2 separate regions of the Anas platyrhynchos genome follow, and region 2 is linked to region 1. Evidence: chromatin contacts called from public Hi-C data. All regions are on one chromosome and are shown on one strand. The core of a region is the stretch at or near the end of the contact, and the rest is flanking DNA. Distances in the headings are between cores, read along the strand shown. Region 1 overlaps TNFRSF11A (TNF receptor superfamily member 11a). Region 2 holds the start of PIGN (phosphatidylinositol glycan anchor biosynthesis class N).

The links. A called contact is a pair of places that touch in the nucleus more often than the background predicts.
Region 2: a contact with region 1 is called in a Hi-C map of subcutaneous adipose tissue, with 2.3 times the contacts expected there. The contact joins the promoter of PIGN here to the enhancer-like site in region 1. A contact is called at or near these places in 2 of 8 Hi-C or Micro-C datasets (skeletal muscle and subcutaneous adipose tissue).

Annotation. Positions count from the first base shown.
Region 1 is chr2:80,023,462-80,027,371 of IASCAAS_PekinDuck_T2T, reverse strand. The region is part of intron 1 of TNFRSF11A (TNF receptor superfamily member 11a); the gene reads left to right. Among named protein-coding and RNA genes, the nearest start is that of TNFRSF11A, 6.3 kb to the left of the region's middle. Within about 2 kb of position 2,136, at least 6 of the 8 cell types and tissues checked have an H3K27ac peak or open chromatin away from gene starts, as enhancers often do. A contact at or near this core is called in subcutaneous adipose tissue, where this site is marked.
Region 2 is chr2:80,109,496-80,113,405 of IASCAAS_PekinDuck_T2T, reverse strand. It overlaps PIGN (phosphatidylinositol glycan anchor biosynthesis class N), which reads right to left and starts at 2,081. Exons shown (of 29, transcript XM_072034992.1): 1 at 1,983-2,081. It overlaps RELCH (RAB11 binding and LisH domain, coiled-coil and HEAT repeat containing), which reads left to right and starts at 2,135. Exons shown (of 29, transcript XM_038175614.2): 1 at 2,135-2,714. The coding sequence starts at 2,219.

The sequences.
Region 1 (3,910 bases), core at 887-3,386:
GAAGGAACAAAAAAAAAATGAGGTCATTCACCCTCACCACTCTGTGGTTACTCCAAAAGAAAAAGAAGTATATAGGGGCTGCTCAAGAATGACAAAGAACAACATTTGTGACTGCAGATCGGTGCAGAATATATTTAGCCAGTGGTCGAAATGGAGGGAAAAGGGGAAAAAAAAAATCTCGTATGGAAAAAAAAATACCGTGAAGTTTTGTTAGGCAAGGCATTAATCTGGAAGACAGATAGGGAAAATGTGCTGCTAGGTTCATATGAAGTCCTCAAAATTGCTTACGTAGCGTGCATGGGGATCTATTTTGGGCCTGTTATTTTGCCCCACCGCGTAGTTCTGCCTTTGTGAGCACCGTGTCCTCTCTAGCTTTTCATTGCCTGCTCGCAAGAACAGCGAGATGCCTGCTTCAGTCTGCCCTCACAGGAAAAGAAAAGCTCTCTCCTGCAATACCACGTGTAGTAAAACAGGCTCTTTGCTAAACATTATGGTTTGGTTGGCTTTCGGGTTTGATTTCTTCAGTCCATTCCCAATGAGTCGTGAATAATAACGTGGATGCTGCTGAGCAGCCAGTGAATACAAGAGGTCTGCCCTTCTGCACGCTGCCTGGGATGACTCTGCCAGGGGCTGAGCATGTGATGGCGAGCTGTCAGCCCGCAGAAGGCCACGATCCTCGCCGGCTGCTCCATCCCCACTGCCCATCGCCTCCCTCACCTCCCACCTGATGCACCTGAGGTTCCTGCCTGCTGTGCCCCCGCTGGCGGCGTGGTCAGCGAGGCACTTCTCCCTCACGTCGCCTGCCTGCTAGAAATAGCTCCCTGGGGTTTGGCAGTGAGGCACGGACCTTCCCCTCGTCCAGGCAGCACCGGCCGCTCAGGTGTTTGCTCCTCGCCACGCGTTATGACGGGGTGGGCAGTGGGAATAGCCAGGATGGGGATTTCACCCCCGTCTGGCCACTTTCTGCTTGCGAGTCGTGGTTTTCTATCAATCTTCATGTTATCAGTGTTGTTCTTCGTGTTCCTTCAGGCCCTAGCAGGGTTTCAAGGACCTTATTTTTAAGAGCGAAATAATATTTAGTTTTCAGCCGCTGCCATTTCCCGGCTGTATTTGACCACGTGGTGGTAGTTCTGTGATGTGGTTTTCCTGGTCACTGGAAAGTTGACATCACCCAAAGCATTTCATTCACAAGCTGAGACTTTTGCTTTGGATTTTTAGACCTGCAGGCGAATAACTGGCACTGTGCGGCTGCGACTTGCGGGCTGTCCTGCTCCAGTTTGCGTCGGCAGCGAAGCCTGGCCGTGAAGGAGCTGTTGCATTCGCTGTCCCTGTGATCACGATCAAGCCGTTTTAGTGTAAAATTCCTCTCCCCCCTTACCAACACACAGTTATAAAAACACAGAGAGCTGTGTACTGTGAGGTAGGTGCCCCAGCAGGGCGCCTGGGAATGCCAGCCACGTGGAGCAGTGCCACGCTACAGCCAGGTCCTTGGGCTCAGAAATAAAGCCCAAGGAGCCATGGAACCATCACACTTCTGCAGCAGGCATGGCCAAGGATCTCAAAAGCAAGCAGTGTGAGTAAATTCAAGCCCCAGAGCTCAAAGAGCAAGAGGTGTGCGAGGCGGGACGTGCCGTGGTTCGTTCTCCCATAGGTGCTTTGGGTCCTAAATGCAGAAAAAATGTGCTTTGCTCAGTGAAATGCTGACGGGTGGCTTGAACGCTCTCCAGAAACAACTCCACCAAGCACGAAGGTGTCATCTTGTGCTAGCTACCCCTTGACGTGTCCCTTGACGTCTCAGCTTTTGCACAAGTCAGATTATCGCTAACGAGCAGCCCCACTGGGGCCTCAGGTTCTTGCTCCCAAGTGACATGGGAAAAAGACCGTGGAAATCCCCGAGCTTGCTCTTCCAGATTTTTTCTGTTAAAGGAAAGAGGCCCGTGCAACTCTATCTTCTCTGAAATGTGGGTCTGAATATTCATCTGAGCGAGAAAGTAATTTTAGCATCGATGACACACAGCTTCTGCTGTCACCCGATTGCCCAACAGCGCTGAGAATAATTTCCTTAAGCCCAGGGACAGGACTCTGAGTGCTGCTGCTTCCCCCTTCAGCAGCACCTGCGTGCTTTCAGGGGCTGAGTAACGCCGCGGTGCTTCGGAGCTGTGACTCACGGGAGGTCTCCCACCCTACAAGCACGCTCTTGCTTAGCGTCCTTGTGCAAGAAACTTGGAAAAAAGAAAAATAAAAAGAGGCTGAGAGGGCTGCCTGCAGCTGCCTGACACCGAAGCACGGCCCGCCTGCAGACCTGGACAGGAGCAGGCCTGTTTTTCCAAAGAAGCCATCGACGCTGCTCCTGTGCCTGTAGGTGAGGAGGTGTAGGCGTGCTTTATCCAGCCGGCCCCGTGGCAATCCGCCGAGCCCAGAGGATGTTTGTCTTCGTCCCCCGGATTCTCCCCCTCTTGGATAATTCGTGTTTTGAGGAAATATAAATCACCGAATCAGGGAATGCCTGAGGTGGGAAGGGACCTCGGGAGGTCATCTGGCCCGGTCCTCCTGCTCCAGCAAGGCCGTGGCCGGCTGCCCAGGACCAATTAAGCAGGAGAGCTGCCTTTTCTTAGGAAGAGGAGCACACACATGTGCTTCACACATGTTTTAAGTGACGAATGAAATGGACACAGGATGCCCAGGCCTCACTGGAGCACTCATTCACACACACTGCTGGTATTTATTGCAAAACTACCAACAGTGAGCCTTAGAGGAATGACCAGCCTGTGTCTTTTCGATCTGTCTTGTTACTTCAGGCGAGGTTGACAACTTTTCTGTCACCAGGAGATGAACTTGGAGATGTCAAAATCACTCCTGCTTACGGGCAAGCGCCAAGGAGAGGAAGGATGCCCTAGGGGTTACAGGGCGAGCTCGAGACTTGCTTCTCTTTCCTGCTTCGCCACTCGTTTCCTGTCACCTTTGTGAAGCCGTCCGGCCCCTGGGTGCGAGTTCCTCCTCCGTGACATGAATTGCACTTCCCCATCTCAGCCCGGCGCTGCGGCTGGGGAGGCGTTGCCGCTGCGGGGCCTCACTGCTGGCAGCGCACGTGCTTCGTGCTGACCAGAGGCCCCCAGCTCGCCACGGCTGCTGCCCCCCTGAGAAAACACCACGATTCTGTTCTTTCACCTTCCCGTCCTCCCCACACCCAGCTCTCACGCTCAGCAGGTCAAAAAATACCTGGCCCAAATCCCTCTCCTTCGGGAGGAGGGAGCGAGCTAGCACGTGTGCACCGATAGCTTTGCCTTTGTCTTGCTGAGCGTCAACCAAAGGAGGGAGTATCGCGGCTTGGAAAATGCGTTGGCTTGTCCCGAAAGGGGAAGGACACAGCCGCCGAAGAGAATACTTATTGACACAGAGCGAGGATTTATGCAGCTGGGAGGATTTTGCAACAAGAGCCCTCTGTGTGCTGGATCGATTTCCTAAAGGTAGCTGAGCAGCCAGCCTGCTCCTGCTCCCCGAGCCTCAGCGCAGGGGGGTGCTTGCTCTGTTTGGGCCGAGCCTTGGTTTTCGGAAATCATTCCAGGCCCTTGAGCGGGAAGTTGTTCAGCAGATTTGCATATCCTTCCTTAAAAAGGACGATGTGCCCTTCTGTGACACTCCAGTCATTTTCTTAGTCTTTTCTTCTAAAGAGGAACCTTCGAACTGGGGCGAACGAGGAAGAAAAGAGCGGGCTGTTATAAAAAGCAAGTGACTGGACCCGTCCTGGTCTGGTCGCTTTTGCTGCCAGTGCAGACGGCCGGGGATAGGAGTCAGTCCCTCCAGCCCTTCCTGCTGCTGGGTACCATGGTGTGGGCTCAGCCCCGACCTGGCCAGCACACGGCAGCTGGAGCATGGCACCAAAAACACACTCCTGGTATTACACTTACTG
Region 2 (3,910 bases), core at 832-3,331, 86 kb before region 1:
TTATATGTTCGCCTCTTACTTTGTGGGACATTATCACATTTTTGTTAAGGCTGAAAATATTTCCAAGAGTCCCTTCTGTCCTATTTTTACTTCAGATACATTATAAAGTCAGTTTCTGTGGGTAAAGCTATACCTATATTTAACATACAAAAAAATATATATATTTATAAAATAGCCTATATTAGATCAGGATTCAACAACCCTACGAAAATCAACACAAGAAGAGCAAAGATTGATGTGTTTCTACTCATTTTCTGCCTCAAGAAGTGCACATTTTAAAGTTCATGAAAAAAATATGCATACATTGAAAAACTGGGTTTTGTTTCATACAAAACCAAGTAATAATGATAATAATAAAAACACAAGAAAAAACCCTGAAGGCTGCTTTTTTTTTGTTTGTTTTTCCTCCATACAAGCCCTCCATATTTTGGATACCCAGCTTGACAGAGCTATATTTGGAAACCTTATCTTCTGAAACATATTAAGGTAAGCTATTCTTCAGACAAACAACTTGTACCCTTTAAAGGCAGAAGAAGATTTTAATTCCAGTAAGAAACAATGCATACCTTTTGGAGGCAGAAAAATAAATGAATTTGTAGATGTCTCCATCAGGTAAACCTATTTAATGCCTTGTTTCCAGAACTTCAGCATCTTTTTCTGCCTCACACATCCTTCGTGGTGATGGATGTTTCTTGTAAGGCTTTCTTCTCAAGTCCCTTAAATTAGACTCTTAGAATACCTATTTGTATACTGCAATAAACTATTTTTAAGCATATTGTTATCGTACAAGGCAGTTTAAACACACTTTTCTTCCACTCTGGAATATGTACTTCAGCTGTGTTAACCTTACCCTAGGTGCCAGTAGATTATTTTGGAGCAACTGAAGGACATCAGTGTATATATTGCAATTAATTTCATAAGCCCAAACAAACCTCGTAGGAAGTACTGAAACAGAAGAATATTTTTTGCATTATTTTAGGGGAGAAGAGAAAAATTTAGTCCTTGTTGTAAAACTACAGAGAAGCCAGCAGCAACGCGTACCTTAAAAGCAAGGGAGACTTGTTTAAACCATCTTTAAACTTCAAATCACTTGTAAACATCACAGATCACCACTAGAGGCTGCTACAGGACATCAGTAAGGGGAAAAAAAAAATAAGAGAAAAAAGACCACAAGCAGATGAACTTTTAGTGAGTTCACACTGAGCATCCTTTAACTCTCCAGAAAAGTGACAAGATTTCTGTAACGAAATCCACCACACTGATTCCACCAAAGTACCGAGAGAAAACGCTTTTCTTATTTTTAGTGTATTTTAGTATATTATTTTTAGTTTATTTAGTGTGTTTTAGTGTGTTTTGCCGCTTCATTTTATGCTACAACCCATTCACACTCCCCTACAGCTCACACTCCCCTACTTTTTTCCTATAGACAATATGAAATCAATATATTATGGGAGAAAAAAAGTTTATTAAAGGACAGGTTGATTGCATTTTAAGGAAAATGTATGTAAACTAAATACAGGAGTACCGTTATTTTATAGCATAGCATTATAACACGGATTAACCAGTTTGCAGTTACGGTACTGAGTACTGCTGCACCTAGTAGAGCCCAGTAAAACAAGGTTAGATGTAGCCTTGATAGAGTTTCGATTAATTTGCAGGACGGTCACTTCCACACACCCAGAAACGTGTCTTTTTGCCTCCCTGAGATCCGGCCACGCTTTTATTCGACATTTCAACCCCAGCTTTGCTTCCATCTGCTAGCACGGAGAGAGGAAGGCTCTGGGAGACTTTGCAGCAGCCTTCCAGCACCTAAGGGGTGCATACGAGAGCAGGGAAGGGCCCCAACGAGCCGTGAAACCCCAAATTCCCCCCATGAGCGCGCCCCGCGCCCGGCAGGACCCCCTCCCTCCCCCGCCTCCCACCCGCCCTATCTCCCCCAGCCCCGCTCCCGCCGCGCGCACTGCGCAGGCGCCGCCACTCACTCGCCTCCCGCCGCGCGCCCGGCCAGGTCCCCTTCCGCTTCCGCGGCCCCCCTCAAGCCCCGCCCACCCCCACCAAGCCCCGCCCCCTCCCTCCCAGGCAGCGGGGCCGGTCCCGTTGTCCCGGCGGCTCTCGCGAGAGCGGCGAGCCGGAAGAGGCCGCGGGGCGGGCTGCGGAGCGCAGTGGGCGGCGGGCGGGCGGAGGTGCGGGAGGGCCTCGCCTCGCGTCGCGCCGCAAGATGGCGGCGGGCGGTGGCGGCGGTGTGAATCCCTTCCTCAGCGACTCGGAGGAGGACGAGCCCGGCGGAGGGCGGCACGGCGGCGGCAGCAGCAGCAGCACGGAGCCGGCCGAGCCGCGGCGGGAGGAGCCGGGCAGCCCCGAGGAGCCGCCGGGCCCGCGGGCGGCGGGGGCGCCGGGCGATGGCGGCGGGGCCGGGGCCGGGGCCGGTTCTGGGTCCGGGTCCGGGTCCGGGCCCGGCTCGGCGGTGGAGCCGCCGCGGGTGTCGATGGACGCGATGGCGGCGCAGCTGCTGCGGGACCAGTTCCTGCTGACGGCGCTGGAGCTGCACACCGAGCTGCTGGAGAGCGGCCGCGAGCTGCCCCGCCTGCGGGATTTCTTCTCCAACCCCGGCAACTTCGAGAGGCAGAGCGGCACGCCGCCCGGCGCCTCGGGGGGGCTGCCCGGCAGCCTGCTGGGGGCGGCCGGCGGCAGGGAGCCCGGCCCCGGCCAGCTCAGTAAGTGCCGGGGGGACGGGGCGGGGGCTGAGGCTGCCCTGGGCAGCGCCTGCCCTCCTGGGCACCCCCTCGCAAAGAGGAGCGGGCGTGCGGCGTGGTGAGAGGGCTGCCGGAGCCGCCACCCATTCATTTGGAGCCTCGCGGGGTGGCTGAGGCTGGGAGGGATCCCCAGGGATCAGCTGGTCCCGCAGGGTGACGCAGAGCAGGCTGCGCAGGGGCACCCAGCAGCTGTCAAAATGTGGCTGTCAGTGCGGTGCTCAGGTCTGCAGGACGGGCCTCAGTTACACGGGTACCACCCCATCGCACACAACTAACACAGTGCTTCCAATAACCAGGTGCTTCTACTCTTGGGCTATCCGTTTCGGGGATCCCCACTCGGTGGGGGGAAATATACCGGGCTAGCGTGCCTACTGGAAGCAGTGAGGGTGTTTCAGAAGTGGCATAGCTGGCCTGAAAAGCTTTTAGGTTTTAATAGTAGAGCGGGTGGTTTAGAATAGAATTACTTGTGTGATTTAACAGTATTACTGTTGAGAACAGCAGAGGTTTAAAAGCCTGGTAGCTAATGGAAGTGGCGCTGAGAGAGAGAGGAGTTGCCCAGACACCTGACTTCTGAGGTCTTAATGAGCTCCTGGACAGCATTGAAATGAAAGGTGTTTTTTTCAAAATACTGTTGAAAGGTTTATCTGTATGCGTATTCTAAGATACCTAGTGGCCTCCTGCACGTAGTCCTGTACTTTGGTTGACTTCAGAAAGTGTCCAATGTTGCAAAGACATGCAGTTAGACTTAAAAATTGGAAAGAACTGGTGGTATCGAGATGGCTTGGATAACAGGAGGCATCTAGGCTTTCAGCTTTTATCGTTTTTTCAATGTATTTTAAAAACTGGATGGAATTCTTCTTTAATTCTTACCATGTTGTTTATATGCTGCTTGTCTTGCTTACAAATGCTTAGAATTTCATACTTGGCTTTGTCCTACCGAGAGCTTCAGTGTTGTTGCTTTCATGATAAGATTGGTGAACGCTCATGCTTCAAGGCTATGGGCCAACAAAAATCTCTGTTTCCTTAAAAGCAGCTTTCTTGGGGTTTCCAATCGATTCATCCAATTGACTAAACATTCTCCTCTTTTTTTTTTTTAACGTGTTGTTTCCAGTTGTGGATGATGTACATTCTCCAGTGGGATTAGGAGAACAGCAGCC